7 separate regions of the Mus musculus genome follow, and regions 2, 3, 4, 5, 6 and 7 are each linked to region 1. The links are chromatin contacts, called in public Hi-C, HiChIP or PLAC-seq and promoter capture Hi-C maps. All regions are on one chromosome and are shown on one strand. Each heading gives the region's core, a stretch centred on a gene start, on an enhancer-like site or on the middle of the called end of the contact. The rest is flanking DNA. Distances are from core to core; before and after follow the strand shown. Region 1 holds the start of Prkd2 (protein kinase D2). Region 2 holds the start of Bcl3 (B cell leukemia/lymphoma 3). Region 3 holds the start of Cblc (Casitas B-lineage lymphoma c). Region 4 holds the start of Apoc1 (apolipoprotein C-I). Region 5 holds the start of Clptm1 (cleft lip and palate associated transmembrane protein 1). Region 6 holds the start of Gemin7 (gem nuclear organelle associated protein 7). Region 7 holds the start of Trappc6a (trafficking protein particle complex 6A).

Region 1 (2,909 bases), core at 295-2,794:
GAACCTGGATAGCCAAATCTAAGAGCAGCAGGAGGGGCATTGATTAGGCGGGGAGAGGGGTCTGCAGGGATTTTGGGGGGTGCCAAGGAGATACACAGGAGTGCCTTGCTCCTTCACACCCCATCTCAGGCCTGGGAAAGGATAGGGATTGTACCCCGAGACCTTGCTTGCCCCTGGCAGCTTGTCCACACACCCACTCACACATGTCACCCGATCACCATGGCCAGTATGGCTTCAATTTCTACTGTTTCCAAAGACCGGAGGCCCAGGATGGGCCCATCAGAAGAGCTCTTCCTGATCAGCTGCTCCCACTTGCCCCTTCCTCCCAACTCCACACCTGGTAGGCCCCTCCCTTCCTCCCTGCTCGCTGCAGAAAACAACAAGCAGCGACAGGCAATTTGGGGAGGCCTCTGGGCACCCCACCCCTATCCGGGCCTCTCTGAAACCGGTGGTGGAGTGAGGACACGACTAGGGTGTAGTGCCCCTCCTCGTCTGTCACCTAGGCCCCTCTCTGGCCTCCCAACAATCTCAGGCCACCTCCAAAGCCTCCTCCTTTATCATGAGAGCCCCCTATGCCCTCACCTTCTGGTCCACGATAGAACAGGCTAGTTGCTTCACATGAGCCAACTCTGAGGCAGCCGGCAACAGCACGAACTCTCGGGTCAATCCGATCTGGATATGGAAGGAGACCCCCGAACCCGGAGCCGGGATCTGAGGCAGCAGAGGTGGCGGCGACTGGAGATCCAAGCCACCGGGGGGCGGAGGAGACCCGGGCCCCGGAGAGCCGGGGAGTCCTGCGGGATGGGAGGGGGCGGCGGCCATGGGGGCCAGATCCAGATCTGCCGCCCAAAGCTCACCAAGGACCCTGGGACCTAGATCCGAGAGCTCTCTTGCGGTGGTGGTAAGAACGCAGGCATTTGAGAGAGAAATCTGTCAGGTTGAGAGACGCGAGGATGGCGGGATCCTGGGCAATGAGAGAAAAGGCATCTAGTGGGTCACACGCCGGGAGTCAAGAGAGCAGAGTTCAGAAAGAAAAACAGTGGTTTGGGGAAGGGTACCCAGAGATTGGAAGGTTGGAAGAAACCAGGAAAGAAAGTCGGGTAGGGCAGGGTCCCTGGAATCAAAAGACACTGCGATCCAAGGCCCCTGGAGAAAGAAGGCTGAGAGCAAAGCAGAGGGAATGCCAGGATCCGGTGGGTTTGACGGCAGGACCAAAGTCAGGGCAGGCCTGAAGATGCTCTGCCTTGGGGGTAGAAAACGGGAGTCTGACCAGGGATCTAGTGGATCGTAGGAACCCGACTGGCTCGGGGATGAGGAGGGGTTGCCAGGGCCAGGGCTGAAAGAAGAGACTCTCACAGGTCGTGAAAGTCGGAGGAAAGTTGGATCAGGGGCGGCGGAGGAGGGAGCGTTACCGAAGGCGGGGCGGGTCGGGGACAAGGGAGGGTCGCACAGCGCGGGTAGCTCTATTTTTCCCCCTTCAAAGTTTAAGTCGGCAGCGGCGGCCCAGAAGGAAGTCTCAGGAGCGATGGCACAGCTGGCCAATCAAAGCAGGGCACCGTGACATCACAGGGCGGGCCTTACTGGGACGGAAGGGGAAGGCGGGACCCCGCACCAGGGAGTTGGGGGGAATTTGGTGGCTGGGGGTAGGAGGGCGGAAGGGTCAGCGTTTCCTCTGCACAGTCCAGCCTGGAAAGTTGACTTTTCGCCGCAGTTCACCGCGGCACGCGAGAGGGGCAGGCGCTTTGTCATTGAAGGAGTGAGCTGTCAGACTGGCACGCATCCGGCGCCCACCGCAGGGAAAGGGTCGGAAATCGTTGTCAAGTCCGGTGGCTTTACAGTTTCTGCTACTCAACCTGCCCCCAACACACACACACACACACACACACACACACACACACACACACACACACACACACACACACACACAAAAGCGCGCGTCCCCAGCTCAAAAGCCCAGTATATAAGGTGGGAAGTCGAGGAGGCCTTAGGATGCACAAGAGAGCTTAATTTCAGGTTTCTCTCCAGAGAGTTGAGGGTACAAAGCCTGTCCCTCCAACCAAGGTGGCATGACAAAGGACACCACCACTTGATAGACCTCCTGTGAGACCAAGTGCCGACATCTTTCTGGCTGTGTGACTTCTCCACTGTGAGCCTTAGTTTTTCTGTCATGAGGCCGAAATACAGGTGGTGCCTGGACACTGCTAAAGTTGAGTTGATGTGGCTGCCTTTGATTTTGCAGAGGAAAGGGAAGGCACTGAAAACATCCAGGGGTGTCTGGGTGGGTGTGTTAACGGAATCATCCAACATGTGGCTGGTGAGATGGCCAGGTGGGGAAAGGCATTTGAAGCCAAGCTCACTGGCCTGAGTTCAATCCTGTACACTCACATAGTCAAAGGAGAACCAGCTGAGCTACTGTGGGTTGTCCTGACCTCCACCCTTCTCTGAAATAAACAGTAGTGCAATAACAGGAAATCTAAAAAGCTAACATCAACTGAGAGCCTGTGAGTCTGTGTAGTCAACTCTAACTCCATCAAGAGCCGTTCTGACTTTTACTCCAGTAGTCAGGCAGTGGCTACCAATTAGTTTTCACATCCAGGTAGCTGGAGCTTTAAGAGAGCAGCAACTTGTCCACAAGGGCCCCCCCTTACTGGTTCAGCGCTGCTGGGGGCAGCTGAGGTGGGTACAGTGCTGGCTGTCACCACATCCGGGGGCAGAGGCTGGGGAAGGAAGTCTGAGGCTGGAGTGAAAACCCAAACTACCACCTGGGGAAGTTGCAAAGAGGGACAGGGGGAGGCAAGGCCACGTGGAGCTCACAGCCTGGCTAATGAGTGTCCCCTAAAAACCACATGCCTACATGTACCTTCTAGACAGGCATGTCCCCAGCATGTTTGACTGCCTGCTTCTGGGAC
Region 2 (2,909 bases), core at 149-2,648, 3.0 Mb before region 1:
CCCTAAGTGAGGCCTGCTGGTCCAAACTCTTAACTCTCCCTATCTACACTTGCATCTCTCAGGATCTGTCTCCAAATCTCCTCTCTCTCTCTGCATCTGGGATTCATTGGCGTTTCGTTCTTTGAGGCCTCTGGCTGGGTGCAGGGACCTGGCAAGGAGACACATTCAGAGCTCTCCTGCACCCCTAGCTATCCTGTGCCCTGCGAGTTAGGAGGCATGAGGAAGGCAGAGGGTGGCTACTTTCTGCCAAGAACCAGTCTCTGCCTTGGGCTGGGCTTTTCTCTCGCACAAAGAGTGAGTCTGGGCTCACCCTGATGGTGCAGACCTGCATCCCACCTCAGACAGGAAGATTCAGGTTCTAAGCCATCCTGGGCTACAGAACAAAGGCAAAGCCAGTCCGAACAGCTTAGTCTTAAAACGGAACGCAAAGAGGGCTGGGAGATCGCTCAAGTGCACAAGCTCCTAGGCTCCAGCATTGCAAAAAGGAAACGGCTCAGAGGGAGAAGTGCATGGCCAAGGTCACCCAAGAGGAAGTAGGACTCAGGATTCAGACCCATGCCCTAGCAACCCTGTGGCCTCTAAGGACTTCAGAGTTGGCACTAAGGGAGATGGCTGAAAGAGTCAGAAATACTAAAGGAAAGATGGGACCAGTGGGAGGGGAAGGTGCTCACAAAAGTAGAAGCGATCGCCAGACACAGCCAAGAGATTCAGAGATGGGGGATTTGGGGGAGGGGCTTAGAAGTATGGATCCCTAGCACGCAGGAGCCTCCCCCCCCCCCCACCAGCCAACAGAAACGTTTGCCGGTTATGGTGTCCCAGGCGAGATGGGAGGTAGAGGAGGGAGGATCAGGAGTTCAAGGTCATCTTCCGCTACACAGCAAATTTAAGGCTAGCCTTCGATCCATGGTCCAAGAAAAAAAGAAAGGAAGGAAGGAAGGAAGGCAGGCTGGCTGGCTGGAAAGATAGATAGATAGATAGATAGATAGATAGATAGATAGATAGATAGATAGATAGATAGACAGACAGACAAATAGATCAAGGCACAGTAGTGCAAGTGTCATTTCAGCACTCAGGAGGTTGAAACAGGAGGAACAGAAGTTCAAGACCACCCTCTACTACATAGTGAGTTCGAGACTAGCCTGGGCTACAGGAGCTCCAGTCTAACAAAGCGAGAGACAGACAGAAGATGTGAGAATCTCAAGGACTCAGACCCAGACAGAGCTCCCGGCCAGAGGCACAATGAGCAGAGTGGCGGGTGGGGACCAGGAGCTCCGCCTCCGAGACGCGGGTCCAGGAAACCCCTGGGGCGGACGGGTGGCCCCGGGGGCCCGGGGGCGGGGAGGCGGGAGGCGGGCGCCGCCCCGACTGACAAAAGTCCCTTCAGTTCAGTCGGCGGCAGGGGAAGTCCCGCTGCCCGGCGAGACCGCCTTCCCGTGCCGAGCTCGCCGCACGCCCCGGCGTCTCCGGGCGGCCCGATGCCCCGATGCCCCGCGGGGGCCATGGACGAGGGGCCCGTGGACCTGCGCACCCGGCCCAAGGGCACCCCGGGCGCCGCGCTGCCACTCCGCAAACGCCCGCTGCGCCCCGCGTCCCCAGAGCCCGCAACCACGCGCAGCCCCGCTGGACCCCTGGACGCCCTGCGCAGCGGCTGCGACGTCCCGGTTGTCCCTGGGCCCCCCCACTGTGTGGCCAGGCCGGAGGCCCTTTACTACCAGGGTGAGTGGCCTCCCCCATGAAAGTCAGGGCCGGGTGGGGGCCACCTAAGGTCAGCAGAACACAGGACACAAATAGTTGGGGTTCCTGGTAGCTGGGACTCCAGGGTGCAAGTTGATGACCCAAAGACAGCTAGGAAAGAGGTTGAGAGGCCCTGGAGCTCAGCCATGGGCGTGCCAAGAAGTTCACCCAGGCAGGTGCCCAAGGGTCAAATGGCCTTGGGGAATGGGGGTCAGAAGACAGCGTCCAGTGTCGCAGATATGGGATCCCAAGACACTCCAGAGACGCAGAATATCTGGTTGGGAGAGACCAGATGTTCAGAACTATGAATAATCGTCACTCGGACCTTGGAAACTGGGGTTCTGGTAAGCAGATATGGGGAGATGAATAGAAATGGACCCAGGATCCAAGGAGGCTGATACGGTAGGTTAAAATCCTGGGAACCGAGGTCTTAGGGCGATAGTGACTGCATTCTGCAGGCTAGTTGTGAGCACTCACAAGTGTCCCTGGGTCAGGTGGCCCTAGGGGCAGGCTTGGGGACTGAGGGTTCTAAGAGAGGGAACACAAGGAATTTAGAAACTGAAGGGCTTCGGTCCAAGGAGAGGGATTCGGGGACCTGGGAAGGGGGGACTTTAGAAAGGGAACCCCAGAGCTGGTCAGACAGCAAGAAACCGGATACCTTTCTCTTCAACTTTTATATCCAGGAAGGGACATCCACCTGCAGTAGGCACATTACTATCTGCTAAATACCCCAGCGCTGCTGAGGTCTCTGGGCCCTCCAGGTTCTTCAGCTACTACCTATCATGCTCCAGCAGGAGGACACTATGTAACAAGAGACCTTCTCCATCTGATGAGAACCCTGCCCTCCATTTCCCCATCTGTGCAATGACCCTTCCCAACGTTGTCATCCAAAAGGGTTCTAAAGGACAAGTTTTCTGACAGCCCCAACTCCCCAGATCCCCTACACCCAGATATTAGCTTGTCATTTATTCCTTCAGCTAATTACTCACAGTGTAATCTTATAACTGAAGTCCCCTGCTGGGTGGTGACAGGGCTCTCTCTGCCCTTAAGGGTCCTTTCTGTAGATGGAGGTCAGACATTTGTGAGAGAAGAGATGTGATGTAGGAAGGAATAGGAATAAGGAATGAAGGTTAGGGTAAGGGATGGGGGCTAGAGGTGAGGGATGGGGGCTAGAG
Region 3 (2,909 bases), core at 307-2,806, 3.0 Mb before region 1:
GTGTGTGTGTGTGTGTGTGTGTGTGTGTGTGTGTGTGTGTGTTGGGGATGGATTGGGTGGTTTGGGAGAAGTTTGTTTTTCTTTGGGTTTATGTCTGTTTATTTACGTGCGTGCATGACTGTGGACACATGTGGAGGTCAGAGGACAGCTCATATTACTCCCTTCTCTCCTGCCACTCTGTGGGTTCTGAGAACCAAATTCAGGCTGTCAGGATTGGTGAGGAGCACTTTCACCCAATGAGCCAAATTCCCAACCCCGTTCGGTTGTTAGAAACAGAACCTTGCTTTGTAGCCCAGGCTGGACCATAATTCAACATCTTTGTTCTCTTCTTCCTGAATAATTAGGTTTAAAATTATCTGAAAACACATTCAACTTCAATTTTTTATGTTTGTTTGTTTGTTTGTTTTGGAGACAGGATTTCTCTGTGTAACTCTGGCTTACCTGGAACTCTCAATGTGTAGACCAGGCTGGCTCTAAATCAGAAATTAGTCTCCCTCTGACTCCATCGTGCTGGGATTTTTTTTTTTTAATAATAAAAGATATTGTACCAGGCATGCCCCGTGCCTTTAGTCCAAGCATTTGGGAGGCAGAGGCAGACAGATCTCTGTGAGCTTGATGCCAGCCTGGTCTACAGAGAGAGTTCCAGGACGCCCAGGGTTGTATGGTGAGATACTGTCTAAAAAAACAAAGCTAGAACAACAAAGTGTGTGTGTGTGTGTGTGTGTGTGTGTGTGTGTGTGTGTGTGTGCTTACCCAGGGTGTCTTCAGAGGACAGAGGCTTCAGATCTCCTGGATCTGGAGTTTTTGCCAAACAGGGAGGGAGAGGAAGGGAGAGGAAGGGAGAAGGAGAGAGTGAGAGAGCAGGCAGGCTGAGGAGTCAGTACCGGGCCTAGCTGGGGTGGTGGCTGGCTTGCTGGATGCCCTGGGTGCCCTGGGGCAGAGAGAACCGTGTCCACGGCGCCCTCTGGTGGCTGTCTGAAGCATAATCAGGGCGGACCTACAGGTCTGGCAGGTTGGGGTGCAAACCTGCCCGGCAGCCACTTCCTGCAGCCCTGTGCATTCCTGAACGCCACTTTCCGCCACACCCCTTTCACCTCTTTTGAAAATCTGGGTACTTAAACTGTAACTAAATTTCCCTTACCTGCCACGGGAGCCCGAACTCCGGTGGTTCTAGTACCTTACCTCGGGGACATAGAGTAACTACTTGACTTTCTGTTCTTAGAAGACTCAGCTCTCTGACTCCCCTATGAAGAAAGACTGACAGCTTCAGCCACAATTCATGAAAGGGTGCCTTGTCCCAGAGCCCTACTTGCGGAACCACCTCTTTTCTCAACACCAATAAATCCAGACTCTAGCCCTCCTCTCTCAGACCCAGGGGTCTAGTCCCAGCTCTCCTCCCTCAGACTCTACAGGCGTCCAGCTTCAGCCGTCCTCCCTCAGACTCTCCAGGCCGGCCCCTTTTACCTACAGTCCCCTCCTGGTCCTCCAGGACCTGCCCCCTGCTCCCTCTTGGTCCCGCCCCTACCTGGAGCCTTTCCCCGCCACACCCCTCCGTCCCAGTCCCAAGCCACCCGAGGGACCCATGGCTGCGGCGGCAGCCCCGCGAGGGTGGCAGCGGGGCGAGCCACGCGCGCTTAGCCGGGCGGTGAAGTTGCTCCAGCGCCTAGAAGAGCAATGCAGGGATCCCAGGATGGTCACGGGGCCCCCGTCCCTGCGGGACCTGCTGCCCCGCACCGCGCAGCTACTTGGAGAGGTGGCAAAGGCCCGGCGCGAGGCCAGGGAAGACCCCGAGGGTCCCGGTGGCGCCGATGACTTTCTGGCCATCTACCTGGCCAATCTGGAGGTCAAAGGCAGGCAGGTGGCGGAGCTCCTGCCACCCCGAGGCAAAAAGGACGTGAACCAGGATGTTTTCCGGGAGGGCTCCAGATTCAGGTGAGCGCTAACCTACCTCAGAGACAAGTCACAAACTAGTGATTTCCGGATTGTGTGCCACCAGCCGCCTGTTCCCTCAGACCCAGGGGTCCAGGTTCCACCCTCCTCCTTCAGACCCAGAAGTACAAGCTTCAACTCTCCTCAATCAGACCCAAAAGTCAAGACCCTTTATTCCATCAGACCCAGGAGTACAGGTCCAGCCTTCCTCCCCATTATTCCCCCCTTTAAGCACCCTTGCCTCCAGGCCCCCTTTCTTCCTTTTGTAGATCAGCTTGAACCTGGGGTGCAGGCGTGTGTCTCTCCTAGAAGAGCAAACTTCAGCTGGGCAGTGGTGGCGCACGCCTTCAATCCCACTGGGAGACAGAGGCAGACGAATTTCTGAGTTCGAGGCCAGCCTGGTCTACAAAGAGTTCCAGGACAGCCAGGGCTACACAGAGAAACCCTGTCTCGGAACAACAACAAAAAATAAAAGAGCAAACTTCCTGTTGGGGAGGCAGGATGAGTTGGACCCACCTGTCCAGCCTGAGAAACAGGCCAGCCCCCACTCCCACCTCCACTTCCACCTGTCTGGGTTCCAGCAAAGATGTCTGTTCCAAGGATCTTAGACGTGCCTGCCCTCTGGCTTGTGGGACAACTGCATAGAACTGGAGCTGGAACCCAGAGCAAGGTCTAAACTGGTGATTTGGGTCTGGCTCCCTAGCCTTGTTGTGACTTGCCTGAATAAATAAATATATATATCACATATATATATATAGTATAATATATAGAGACACACATGTGCATATATATGTGTATATATATGTATGTATGTGTGTGTGTATATATAATGAAAATACATATCTCTTTTTTCTTTCTTTCTTCCTTTCTTTCTTCCTTTCTTTTTTTCTTTCTTATGTAGTTCCAGCTGGCCTTTAAACTCGATCTGTAGACCAGGCTGGCCTCAAACTCACAGAGATCCACCTCCCTCTGCCTCCTGA
Region 4 (2,909 bases), core at 153-2,652, 2.8 Mb before region 1:
AACTAGGATCGTGAAGGAAGTCATGGAGGCCAGCCTGTTGTACAGAGTGAGTTCCAGGACAGCCAGGGCTACACAGAGGAAAACAAGAAGGAAAAAAAAAAAAAAAAAAAGAACTGAATGACTAGCAGTTTTAGAACCTTAGCTGTGTGCTTCCCGTACCCTACCTGTGGCACAGGAAGCCCTTGTTGCTAAGAGTAGGATGACACTGGAAGCACCAAGCACTGGGCAGAGTAAGGGGGAAATCTGTTACATTATTCAGATGGGCGCTTGAGGACTGAGCAGGACTCCTTTCAAGAAGCAAAAGGGTCAGGCCTGGTGCCCACAGGGACTGGAAGCTAGCTAGCGCCGAGTTGGCCCCAGAGATGTCGCAACCCAGCCAGGGTCGAGAATCTGTTCCACCCCTTTCACAACCATCCCCCTGTTGTCGTCGTCCCCACCCCCACCCCCGCCCCAACTGACACGTGGGTTGCAGGGGCACCAGGCCAGCCAACCTAGAGTCTGGGCCCCTTAGCCACCAGCTGCCAGGGGGTCACTGTCGGTCAATGACAGCTCTGGGGGAGGGGGGGAGAAGGGCCTTGGACTCTAGCCTGAGAGAAAGGATGTTGTGGAAGGAGGGGGCAGGGAGGCAAGTTTAGGGCCTGCAGGGGCCTAGGAGGCCCCACAAGACCTAAAAACGGGGGAAGGGGGGTTGTGCCAGTTAGGGGACACTATGGAGCTCTGCAAGCTAAGAGGCTCTTAGCTTCTTTGCAGTTTTGACTAGCTGAAGAGGCAACTTCTAAGGAAGGGAGATGAGGGGATGCCAAGATCCCAGAGAGCATCCGAGGAGGTCTGAGGGTGTGCAGATGCAAAGGCATTGGAGGTGAAGGGAGCCAGGGTGCAGCATCCGGGACAGAATGTGAGCTGAGGCTCCTGGTCAAGGAGAAGGTAGAGAAGAGCTAACCTGAGGATGCAGTGTGAGCTAGGGGTGAGATGGGGGTGAGGGGAGTTGTTTGTAAGACCCCCCCCCTTAAGGTGGGACAGCCTCAGAGAGAGAGTGAGTAGGCAGAGCAGCCAAGGCTGGGTGGAGATCAATGAGATTTGGAAGTGAGGATGCTGACCAGTGACGAGCCTTGGGCCTAAATAAAAAGCCTGGATGTGGGATCTGCCTCCCAGTATCGACCAGAATGACAGAAGAGAGTGGGCTGGTTGTGTTGGTGTTGGTGCATGCCTGTAATCCCAGCAACTCACTAGAGAGGCAGAGGCAGGAGCATCACAAATTCCAGGCCAGCCAAAAAGCCTATGTAAAAAAAAAAAAAAGAGAAAAAAGAAAAAAGAAAAAGTAGGTGGACACAGAGACAAGGGGGAGGCTCAGGGGGAGGGCGACCAGCTTGCTCCGCCCCCTCCCCAACCGGTTAAACCTCTGTGCAGGATCCTCCCACCGCCATGGGCCTCCTGAGAGATCCTTAGATCCAGGTTAGTGCATAGGAAAGTGTCCCCCCACTACCTACAGCTAAGGGATTGGGGTGGTGGGATCATGGTGGAGGGCGGTGGTGAATACTAGCGATGTCCCCCGCTACCCGTGCGTCTGCCTCCAGGGTGCCCCTCCAACCAGGATGAGGCTCTTCATCGCTCTTCCTGTCCTGATTGTGGTCGTAGCCATGACCTTGGAAGGTAAGAAAGAGCCTTGGAAGGTAAGAAAGAGGCTTGGAAGTGTGAAGTTGGCCTTGTGCCTGCGGCCCAGGCTTAGAAGACCCTCGAGGAGGGCTCTGAGGTCCCTTTCTGTGTCATCATTCCACTACCGCCCTCCCATCGTCCCCCATCCCACCTGCCAGGTGCCTTATTTTTGTGTCAAAGTGGGTGCTGAAGGAGGCAACTCTGTCCAGAAAAGACGCAGTAACCAATGACCTAGGATACCACCCTTTGGAATTGGCTAATCTTCCTAGAAGGGGCGGAGCGTAAAAACAAGGAGGTGAGAGGTGCAGTAAAATCAAGTGTCCAATACCCTCCCCCATGCTAATGAGTTTGCTCGCAACCCTCTCGCGGCAGGCCCAGCCCCCGCCCAGGCGGCCCCGGATTTGTCCGGAACATTGGAGAGCATACCGGATAAACTGAAGGAGTTTGGGAACACTTTGGAAGACAAGGCCCGGGCAGCCATTGAACATATCAAACAGAAGGAAATTTTGACCAAGACCCGGTTAGGACCTTTCAGGGCACGGGCGGGTGGTGTGTGTGTGTGTGCGTGCGCGCGCGCCCGTGTGTAAAAGCCCTAGCAGACAGTTCCACACTGACACAATGGGGAAACTGCACCAGAGTGTTTGACACTTTCCCTGAAGTCATAGAACTGTATCTGAAGTCATTGAACTGGATGTCAAAGTGCTCGTAGTGTGGAGACAGGCGGTGTAACTCCCAGCCAACTGTTAGAGATGTTTCCAAGTCCTAGTGAAGGGCCAAGCTAGGCGGCTGACTGGTTAGGACAGACCCTGACCCCTCCCTGTGTACTCTTGAGACAGGTCATGACTTGAGTCTCCGAGACAGAGAAAGAATGTAGGAGAGTTGGGGCAGGGGCACAGCAGAAGCTGTACAGGCCTGGGCTCTGCAGTTTACACTGGCCAAAGAGAGATTAGGGCATGCTGGGTTAAGAACTAGCCAGGCAGTGGTGGCGCACACCTTTGATCCCAGTATTCATGAGGCAGAGGCAGGCAGATCTCTTTGAGGCCAGCCTGATTGGAGCTAGTTCTAGGAAAGCCAGGGCTACACAGAGAAACCCTGTCTCAACACCACCACCACCCCCCAAAAAAAAGGGCCCAGCAAAGAACAGAAATAGGAGTTTGAGACCAGCCTGGGCTATAGGCAAGGTTCTGCCTCAAATTGAAAACAACAACAAAAAGCAGGAGGTGAAGACACCTGAGAGACACCTGGTATGCTGTAAA
Region 5 (2,909 bases), core at 135-2,634, 2.8 Mb before region 1:
TTTTGTATCTAATGTAAAATCATGGTGTTCTTGTGCTGTGCCATGAAACAAACGTTCGTGAACCCCAAAAAGACCACCAAGGAGCCAAATCCAAAGCAATTGCATTAGGATCTTTTTATTCAAGCTCTTGTTGCGGTGTAGCCTAGAACTAGTGCTAGGTACCGGCCTGTTAGTTTACTTGAGTTCAATCTTAAGTCAGATTCTCTGAGATGGAGTCTGAACCCAAAGGAATTGGTCTCTCACTTGTTTAATGTGCTGAGACATAACCTGTAATCCCCGATAGCACTCCTAGCACTCCTGAGGATGAGGCTAGAAGATGCCGCAAGTTCTATGCTTGCCACAGCCAGGGCTTCATTTCAAGACCTTTCCCTTTACCCATCAAAACGAACAAACAAAAGGAGAAAATAGGATTATTACTCTCATGTATGTTATGTTTTAATCCCAGTATTCTGGAGGCTGAGGCAGGAGGATCAGGAGTTGAGGCCGGCCTGGGCTACAGAATGAGATCCTGTCTTTGTGTTTAAAGATTCGAGGTTTGCAAGAAAGCACAGACCCCTAATGGAAGACGAGTGCTAAACTAAGCGGCCTAAAAGCGGCTAAGGTCCGGGATGAAGGTGGCTCAGCGGCTAAGAGCATATCTGCTCTTCCAGAGGTCCCGAGTTTACTTCCGAGCAACCACACGGTGGCTCACAACCATCTATAAGGTGATCTGATGCCCTCTGCTGACATAAAGATACAGTGCTCGTGTACATAAAACAAATAAACGAGTCTTTATTTGAAAAAAGTGACTAGGGTCCCATTTCCAGGTGTGGTGTCCGTAAGAAAGCAGATACGGCCTAAGGATGAACTACAGTCTCCGAGGGTTGATGACGAAAGCTTAAGACAAGGAAATCGCATCAGAAGCGAAAAGAACAAAGTAATGACCACCCCTTAGGTCGAAAATCCGCAGCCAGAGAGGGGTTTTCTCTTCAAGAGGGGCGTGGCTCTAGCGAATCGCTACGGTGGCCGGAAAAGCTCCGAAACCATCGACTTTGTAAAACCCGAGAAGAAACGGCCATCCGAACTGCGGTGGAATTGCTTGGGAAGACCATACAATCAAAAAAATAACCATCCACCTTGGCCGAGTGTAACAAGTAGAACCCATGAAAAGAGCATTTCCTGCTATAGAAAGTTCAAGCACTCGGAGAAGTCACTCCCTGCTAGACCAAAACAACCAAATTGCGGTGAAAGGGGCGGACGTCGAGTACGGTGGCCTAGTTGGTCCTTCAAGAGGGCGTGGCTTGAGGCGCTCCATTCTGATACGGAAGCCTGGTGGGGACGGGTTAAGCGTAAAATCTCGCGCGATCGCGCTGGCGCCGTCGGGGACGGGGCGGGGCTGGCGGCGGGGGCGGGGACCCGGAGCAGGAAGATGGCGGCGGCGCAGGAGGCGGACGGGGCCGGCAGCGCCGTGGTGGCGGCCGGGGGAGGCAGCTCTGGTCAGGTACGGAGGCCGAGAGGTGCCTGAGGGGGCTCTTCCCCAGCGGGGGGCACCCCTGCAGGGAGTGTCTTGTCCTTTTTGGAGGAACCCGGTGCACCGGGGGCTCCATGCCCCAGAGGGACCTTGAATATTGGGCCCTGGCGGCGCCCGGCCGCCCAGGAGGCCGGACGGTGGCGGGAACCCGGCCCTGTTGCGCGCCGGGTCTCCTGCAGGCTCGCGCCGGGCGTCCAGCGGACTCCTTGCTCGAGCGGAGGAGAGGGTGGCGCGGAGGGGCGCAGACTCGGTCCTCGACTGTGTGGTTCCAGCCTCCAGCACTGTTTCTAGAGAGGGCTGGTGTTCCTGGTCCGCTCCGCAGTGCCCGAGATCGGGGGCAGTGGTTGGTTAATTGAGAGTTTTCAAGCTCAGGGCAAATACGGTAATTGTGGTGGGTAGAGGGCATGGGCTGCGGAGGCCGACCGACCCATTTCACAGACAAGGATCCGAGGGACGACAAGACGAAGGCGCTTGTAGAAGGTCACCCAGGTTAGTTTTGGTGTCCGTTCTAGGAAAAAGCTGACTGTGGGTGGTCTGGGCTGAGATGGGCGCTGTTTTAGCCCAAGCTGATCAAATAAATAGAGAAATAATTGATCCAGGCGCGTTTGCCTCCCAACCCATTACCACCTCAAATAAACTGAGACCTCAGAGCATAGCAGTTCACTCAGGCACCGTGCAGGCTTCTGCTGGAATTGATGGAGTGGAAGCAAGGTGCTGTCGACCCACCCACTGGGATGTCACTGCCGTGTAGGAGGCAGCTCAGGGGTGAGGAGTACCGACTGGGAGGGGTGCATGTAGCTGACTGGATGTGACCTTGGACAAGTTTTCTTCCTTTGGGTCTTTATTTCCCCAGTGGTTAATGGAGGACTTGGGCGAGAGGGCCAGCCTTATGGCTATAAAGATGTCTCCAGTCATGTCCCTGCAGTGAGGGGAGTGGGAGAGGAGATGGTAGCGTAAACAGACTCGGGAAGTGACAGAAGTCGGGATGAGGGGCTGTAGGGTCTCAAAGGAGGGGGACAGATACACTCAAGTGATGAGGTAGAACCCACCTTTTCTGACTGAGTCTTTCTGGCATTTCCAACCAGACCTTGGGTGCACACAGCTCAGGAAATTGCTGGTTTATCCCTGCTGTGGTGAATACACCAGCGGGGTCTGCAGGGACGTCCTAGCCTCTGGTCCTTGGGACTGGCTCCTGTAAGTTTCTGTTGATTATTGGGTGGCAGTGGCGTGAGAGACTGTTGAGCTTCCAGTCACATGTGGAGCCTCTCTGGTTCCCATCTCTGCTCTAAATCTTTGCTTTGTGACTTTGGTCAGGGTCTTCCTATGAAGCTAGGGCCGATGGTGGCCCTTCTGCTTCAGCCTCCCAAGTGCTGGGATGACAGTCTACTTCTAATCCTAG
Region 6 (2,909 bases), core at 292-2,791, 2.7 Mb before region 1:
CCCCATCCTTTATCCATTGTCTTTGGCAACAGGGCTATACCTTGTAGCACAGGCTAGCCTTATAGCATAGGCTAGCCTTCGATCTGAGAGCCTCTTGCTCCAGCTTCACCAAGTATTAGGTATAATTTTAGCCATTTTACTTGTGCATTTTGTTATGCTAGGCAAGCTAAACTGAGTCATGTCCCCAGCCCCTCTAAAGGATCTTGGCTTATTTATTTGCTAACATGTAGGTTATTTTGTTCCCTCAACTTGAAAAGAGAATGTAGGGTTTTTTTTTAAGATTTATTAATTATTATTATAATATGTAGCTGTCTTCAGATGCTGCCAGAAGAGGACACCTGTAGGTTTTAAGAGAGTATCCCATTCTGGGACAGAGCCCCATACTCTTTCAGTGAGATAGGACTAAGTCTGGTTAGACCACTTGGCCTTTTTGGTAGCCAAGACAGGCAGGCACCAGGACCCATACTTTCATGATTCAATCAACACCTATTCTGAAGCAGGACACTCTTTTCCACGGATATTTGCAGAGCACCTGTGTGCCAGGCAGTAAGGGGAAGCTGCATTCTTCTTTCTGCCTAAGTGAACTCTGTGGGAATGCAATCCATTTTTTGTACCCGGGCTGAGATCACATGCCCCTATGCAGGGCCTCAGTTTTTCCCTTTTTTTTTTTTTTTTTTTTTGGTGGGGGGTGTTCGAGACAGGGTTTCTCTGCGTAGCCCTGGCTGCCCTGGAACTCACTTGGTAGATTAGGCTGGCCTCGAACTCAGAAATCCGCCTGCCTCTGCCTCCCGAGTGCTGGGATTAAAGGCGTGCGCCACCACGCCCGGCTTAGTTTTTCCATTTTTAAACAAAGGTTGCAAAGTGGGCTGGGTACATCCCAGCGGCAGCATTCCGTAAGCCCCTTTCCTGGTACCTAGAGGCGGAGACGGGGAGGGGTGGAATACAGGTGTGCCTCCAAAGCGGCTAATAGGAAACCTCTTATGCTTTTTCTGCTTCTTTTTTCCCCTCCTCCTCCTTCTGCGTCCCTCCCTCGTCCCCCACCCCTTTCTCTCTCTTATTCTATCTCTAATTGATCCCGATCTTCCTGCCTCCGGCTGCCAAGATCTGAGATTACAGGTGTGAGCCACTACTCTTTCTTCTTTCCTTCCCCCACTCCGCCCTGCCCCGCTCCCATGCCCCTTTTCACAGGTTGTCAGGCCTCGCTTGAACTTTGACTATTCTCTTGTCTCACCTCCCGAGGGCGCCGGGGATTCCAAGCCTGGGAGCCACCATGCCCAACTTTCTGAACCTCTGTCTCGTGCTCCCCAAAGTGGGCATCTTAAATGTCCCTAACCCACAGGATGGCAGAGACCAGCCCTGGTCGCGTGCCCTGGAGAGGCCGATGAACATGTGGGGAAAGTGGAGGCGCGGGGCGGGGGCGGAACTCAGGAGCTCCGGACTCTGTGCCCATCCGGACCTCTGCTGAGGTTGCGCGGGCGGAAACTAGGCAGTCGGGGCTCGGCGCCTGCCCGGCCCTGGGCGGCGGCGGTGGCGGCGGCGCGGGTGTAGGAGCAGCGCCTGCAGGGACAGGCCTTGGTGAGTTCTCCGTGGTCGTGGGACATCTTCCCCGTCAGCCGCTCCGGGTGGCATTGGAGCTTTGGGGAAGGGACGGCCTGGAGAGAGACTGTACTCTGACGCAGGGAGGGGCGGGCGGGGTGGGAGGTGGCTGCCCCGGAGCGGATGGACATTCTTAGAATTTGAAAAGCAGGACGCTAGGAGGCCAGGAGGAATTAAAAGGAAACTGACCCGCCCGCCCACGGGTGCCGCGGAGGGAACAGATCCTGCCCTCGGGCTGCTTACGCTCAGGTGTGGCCCCATTTAGCGAATTTGCATAGGAGGTGGGAGGACTGCGGACTGTTACTTTACAATGCGAATGGAGAAATTGGCCCTATCTGCTAGCCTGGAAGCCCAGCAAGTTTCGCATCCTGGTAACTCAAGGTAGACCTAATGGTCTCCAAACTGACCCATTCCTCTTTAACTTTCTTCTTGTTGTCTGGGTTTTGTTTTGTTTTGTTTTCCCCTGAGATTATCAGGCAGAACAGTAGCCCCAGGCTGGCCTTGAACTGGCCCTGGGTAACTTTGAACTTTACATCCCGCCTTCACCTTCCAAGGGCCGAGATTAGAGGCCTGTACGAACTGCTACCAGCAGTTTATGTTAAACTGGTGAAGGATGTCCATTTCCTACTTTCGGTACAAGCACTCTACCGATTGAGCTACATCTCCAGCCTCTCCCACCCCTATAAACCCCACACCTCTCCCTATGTAGTTCAGGCTGCTGTAGAACTCTCTCTGTAGCTAAGACTGAAAGGAAAAGTACCTGCCCAGAACCTCCAGGACAAGTGCTCAGCACAAAGGAGATTCATTTGCCCCAGAAGGACAGAGAACAGGGAATTAGAGACAAAGACAGGAAATAGAGAATGAGGGAGATGGGGAAGGGAACAAGGGAGAAGGAGGAGGAGTATCCCAGAGGAACAAAGGACTGCCAATGGATAAAGAGGAGACAGACTTGACCCATAGAAAAATGGCAATTTATAAAGACACAAGGAGAAACCCTGTGTTAGGGTGAGGTGTTTAATTTTAAATAAGTGTGTTAATTAGGTGGGCCAAAGGGGGCTTTTGGTTGCTGGACTTCAATACTGTGATAATTCTACCTTGGTATTCAGCCTCAGGAGGAAGTATCCAAATAAGGGAGTAGACCTTGGTGGCTAGCTTTAGGAATGTAATCAAACACTTTTTCTCAAGGCGGAGGGAATAGGGCGCAAGGCCTGCCAGAGCCACTTTCACCACACCAGAACTGGCTAGCTTCCCTTCAAAGTCTGGCCTGCAGTCTCCATTTCCCCATGCCTCACTCCACTCTCCCTGAGGCACCA
Region 7 (2,909 bases), core at 126-2,625, 2.7 Mb before region 1:
AGAGGCTGACTGTACCACACTGGAGGCGCAATGTGCAAACCAGACACGGGAGGGCCCATAATCCTAGTACTTTTCAGGCAGAGGCAGGAGGATCACCAGAAGCCAGCTTGGGTCATACAGTGAAAACCTGCTTCAAGAGTCGGGTTGGCGTAGGGATACTCAGGGAAGAAAAGAGAGAGCAGAGCAGTCTCTGCAGCAGGTCTTGAACTCCCACACAGTCATGGAAGTTCAAACTGCCATGTAGCCTATAAAATCAGGGAGGCAGCCGGGCGTGGTGGCACACGCCTTTAATCCCAGCACTTGGGAGGCAGAGGCAGGTGAATTTCTGAGTTGAGGCTAGCCTGGTCTACAGAGTGAGTTCCAGGACAGCCAGGGCTACACAGAGAAACCCTGTTTCGAACCCCCCCACCCCCACCCTCCCAAAAAATCAGGGAGGCTCCTGAGACCTGATGATCGGGCCACACTCCCACTAACTCTATTACCTCAGCTGTAGGGCCCCCAGTACGGACACAGTCGGTGGCAGCAGTTAGGAGCTACGAGGAGAGCCCTGGGCAAGCTCATATCTGTGCAGGCTCACAGAAAGCTATTTTAATCTCTTTATTAGAGTCAAGGTGACACAGAGCAGAGAGGAAGCAGGCTCCCTCCTTCCCAGAGCATGTGCCTCTGCACAAAGCAGCTTCTTCATGACCTCCCTAGGATGAGAAGGAAGACAATGGGAGGTGGATGGGAGTATGACACACAGGAAGGCACAAAGGAACACATAAGTGGTGGTAACTATTATTGATTACAATATTTCAGTGATCCCAGCGCCACCTTCCACATTACCGGGTGGGGTCTTTACTCATTACAGGGGCAAATCCATACTAAAAAACTCACTGTGTGCTGGGGTGTAGCGCGATCAGCACGCACTTTATCCAGCACACAGGCAGAGGGGACAGATGAGACCGGGTATGGTTGAGGGTGCATTTTCTAAGGAGGAAACGGAAGGATAGGAAGATTAAAGATGTTGAGTTGCATACTAAGTGGGTGGTGAGGCGAGCCCTCATCTGAGCCCAATAACAGCCAATTACCCTAATTATCAACGGCGCCCCAGGACGAGGCCTAGAACTGAGCGCCTTGACCCAAGTCATCTCGCTCCGCCTCAGCAATGACCTGCCATAAGGCTCGATCACACCCCACTTCTCCACCCCGAGGCCACGGCGTGCCGCTCACCCCCGAGCCTGGGTCCGGGTCCGGGGCCCACAGCTCCGCCACCATCTCGGTGTGCAGAAACTCGAATAGCACCGCGTCCGCCATACGCCGCCTCGCGACCCTCACGCCTGGCCAACGCTTCCGGCTCCCATTGGTCAGCTCGGGAGGTAGGCCCGATCTGATTGGTGATCCTATTTAGCTCCGCCTGCTTCTTGAAAGCCAGGAGGCGGGTCCACCGAGCCCCTTCCTTGGCCGCGCTGTTAACATCTTCCGCCCTTTCTTCGCTTCCCTCCCTGCTCCCGAGTCTTCGGACATCCAATTGGCTGAGTCTCTGATTCCTGTGAGGGTCCAAGATTAAAAAAAATAAATTTACGCGTCAAACGGAATTTTCCTAAATACATAAGCAAATAAATAAATAAACCCACACTACGGAAGCGACTTGTCTAACCGCTTTCCTATTGGCCATAACTCGGCTCACGTGACGCTGCGAGAGACCGGCTCACTTCCGCCAGGCAGCGGACCCCTTGGGCTCGGAGCCTCGGAGACCCGGTATGGCCTTCCTTCCGGGACTCTGGTGTCGGTGGCTCTTGTTAAGGGTCCCCTCGGGCGGCTGTCCTTTCTGTTTGCCCTGGTGCCTATTGCGGCCAAGTGCTCGCTGGCCAGGAGGACAGTGGAGGGTGTGGCCTGTGCTGGTGGGACTCTGGGAACTCTTGGTTACAAAGCTTTTAAAACTTACTTTATTATTGTCAGTATTATTTTGAGACAAGTTCTCACTATGTATGTAATGTTGGATGGCCTGGCACTATTGAGGATCAGGCTGATCTCGAACTCACAGAGATCTTCCTGCCTCTCCTCCGGTGCTGGGAATTAAAGTCATTATTATTATTTTATATTAGTTAATGTATATATACGCGTGCGTCTCTAGCACGCGTGTAGAGCTCAGAGGACAACTGTACGGGCCTCAGTTCGCTTCTTCCACCATGTGGGTCCCTGGGTTCGAACTCTTGGCGTCAGGTTTGATTGCAAGTGCCTTTTCCCAGCTGAGCCATCTCGTGTGACCTAGTTCTAAGGCTTTGCCTGGACGGTCCTTGATGTCCCCGGTGTGCACACAAATGATACAGAGGTGCACAATTCCAACCCATGTGTACACGAGGAAACTGAGGCCCAAGTCAGGACTCGCTGGGGATGGCGGTGAAGGGGCTGGGACTCGGGACCTCACGTCCGCTCAATTCCTCTTCTCCAGCTCCGTGCCATGGAGTCATCCCAGGGTCGGCGGAGAAGGCCGGGGACAGTGGTACCTGGGGAAGCTGCGGAGACCGACTCGGAGCTGTCTGCATCCTCGTCCGAGGAGGAACTATACCTGGGTCCCTCGGGCCCTACGCGCGGCCGTCCCACGGGGCTGCGTGTGGCCGGGGAGGCGGCGGAGACCGACTCGGAGCCTGAGCCCGAGCCCACGGTTGTGCCGGTCGACCTGCCCCCGCTCGTGGTGCAGCGCGATCCGGCGGAGACTTGGGGCACGGAGGAGACCCCTGCCATGGCGCCTGCGCGCTCGCTGCTGCAGCTCCGGTTGGCTGAGAGCCAGACGCGCCTGGACCACGACGTAGCGGCTGCGGTGAGCGGCGTGTACCGCCGTGCGGGTCGCGATGTGGCCGCCCTGGCGGGGAGGCTGGCGGCTGCTCAGGCCACCGGGCTGGCAGCCGCCCACAGCGTGCGCCTGG

The links. Promoter capture Hi-C pulls out the DNA fragments that hold promoters and counts their contacts. A called contact is a pair of places that touch in the nucleus more often than the background predicts. HiChIP or PLAC-seq counts read pairs in DNA pulled down with a chosen protein or histone mark. Capture Hi-C pulls out chosen DNA fragments and counts their contacts.
Region 2: a contact with region 1 is called in a Hi-C map of B cells, with 7 read pairs. The contact joins the promoter of Bcl3 here to the promoter of Prkd2 in region 1. A contact is called at or near these places in 1 of 39 promoter capture datasets (liver), 1 of 484 Hi-C or Micro-C datasets (B cells) and 2 of 9 other capture datasets (adipose tissue and liver).
Region 3: a promoter capture Hi-C map of liver shows a contact between it and region 1, with 3 times the contacts expected there. The contact joins the promoter of Cblc here to the promoter of Prkd2 in region 1. A contact is called at or near these places in 1 of 39 promoter capture datasets (liver) and 1 of 9 other capture datasets (liver).
Region 4: a contact with region 1 is called in an H3K27ac HiChIP or PLAC-seq map of embryonic stem cells, with 8 times the contacts expected there. The contact joins the promoter of Apoc1 here to the promoter of Prkd2 in region 1. A contact is called at or near these places in 2 of 39 promoter capture datasets (embryonic stem cells and hippocampal neurons) and 2 of 115 datasets of contacts at active chromatin or transcription factors (both in embryonic stem cells).
Region 5: a Hi-C map of B cells shows a contact between it and region 1, with 6 read pairs. The contact joins the promoter of Clptm1 here to the promoter of Prkd2 in region 1. A contact is called at or near these places in 1 of 484 Hi-C or Micro-C datasets (B cells) and 1 of 115 datasets of contacts at active chromatin or transcription factors (astrocytes).
Region 6: a promoter capture Hi-C map of embryonic stem cells shows a contact between it and region 1, with 4 times the contacts expected there. The contact joins the promoter of Gemin7 here to the promoter of Prkd2 in region 1. A contact is called at or near these places in 4 of 39 promoter capture datasets (embryonic stem cells, frontonasal cranial neural crest, hippocampal neurons and 1 more) and 2 of 115 datasets of contacts at active chromatin or transcription factors (embryonic forebrain and pro-B cells).
Region 7: a contact with region 1 is called in a promoter capture Hi-C map of liver, with 2.7 times the contacts expected there. The contact joins the promoter of Trappc6a here to the promoter of Prkd2 in region 1. A contact is called at or near these places in 2 of 39 promoter capture datasets (embryonic stem cells and hippocampal neurons), 1 of 484 Hi-C or Micro-C datasets (CD4 T cells) and 1 of 9 other capture datasets (liver).

Annotation. Positions count from the first base shown.
Region 1 is chr7:16,841,537-16,844,445 of GRCm38.p6, reverse strand. Prkd2 (protein kinase D2) reads right to left here and starts at 1,544. Exons shown (of 19, transcript NM_001252458.1): 1 at 1,413-1,544; 2 at 583-964. The coding sequence starts at 822.
Region 2 is chr7:19,821,244-19,824,152 of GRCm38.p6, reverse strand. It overlaps Bcl3 (B cell leukemia/lymphoma 3), which reads left to right and starts at 1,398. Exons shown (of 9, transcript NM_033601.3): 1 at 1,398-1,716. The coding sequence starts at 1,476.
Region 3 is chr7:19,795,456-19,798,364 of GRCm38.p6, reverse strand. Cblc (Casitas B-lineage lymphoma c) reads left to right here and starts at 1,556. Exons shown (of 12, transcript NM_023224.5): 1 at 1,556-1,932. The coding sequence starts at 1,583.
Region 4 is chr7:19,691,152-19,694,060 of GRCm38.p6, reverse strand. Apoc1 (apolipoprotein C-I) reads left to right here and starts at 1,402. Exons shown (of 4, transcript NM_001110009.2): 1 at 1,402-1,452; 2 at 1,575-1,650; 3 at 2,026-2,173. The coding sequence starts at 1,593.
Region 5 is chr7:19,663,505-19,666,413 of GRCm38.p6, reverse strand. Clptm1 (cleft lip and palate associated transmembrane protein 1) reads left to right here and starts at 1,384. Exons shown (of 14, transcript NM_019649.2): 1 at 1,384-1,480. The coding sequence starts at 1,409.
Region 6 is chr7:19,571,975-19,574,883 of GRCm38.p6, reverse strand. Gemin7 (gem nuclear organelle associated protein 7) reads left to right here and starts at 1,541. Exons shown (of 2, transcript NM_027189.2): 1 at 1,541-1,575.
Region 7 is chr7:19,507,136-19,510,044 of GRCm38.p6, reverse strand. It overlaps Trappc6a (trafficking protein particle complex 6A), which reads right to left and starts at 1,375. Exons shown (of 6, transcript NM_025960.4): 1 at 1,213-1,375. The coding sequence starts at 1,296. It overlaps Bloc1s3 (biogenesis of lysosomal organelles complex-1, subunit 3), which reads left to right and starts at 1,675. Exons shown (of 2, transcript NM_177692.4): 1 at 1,675-1,740; 2 at 2,435-2,909. The coding sequence starts at 2,444.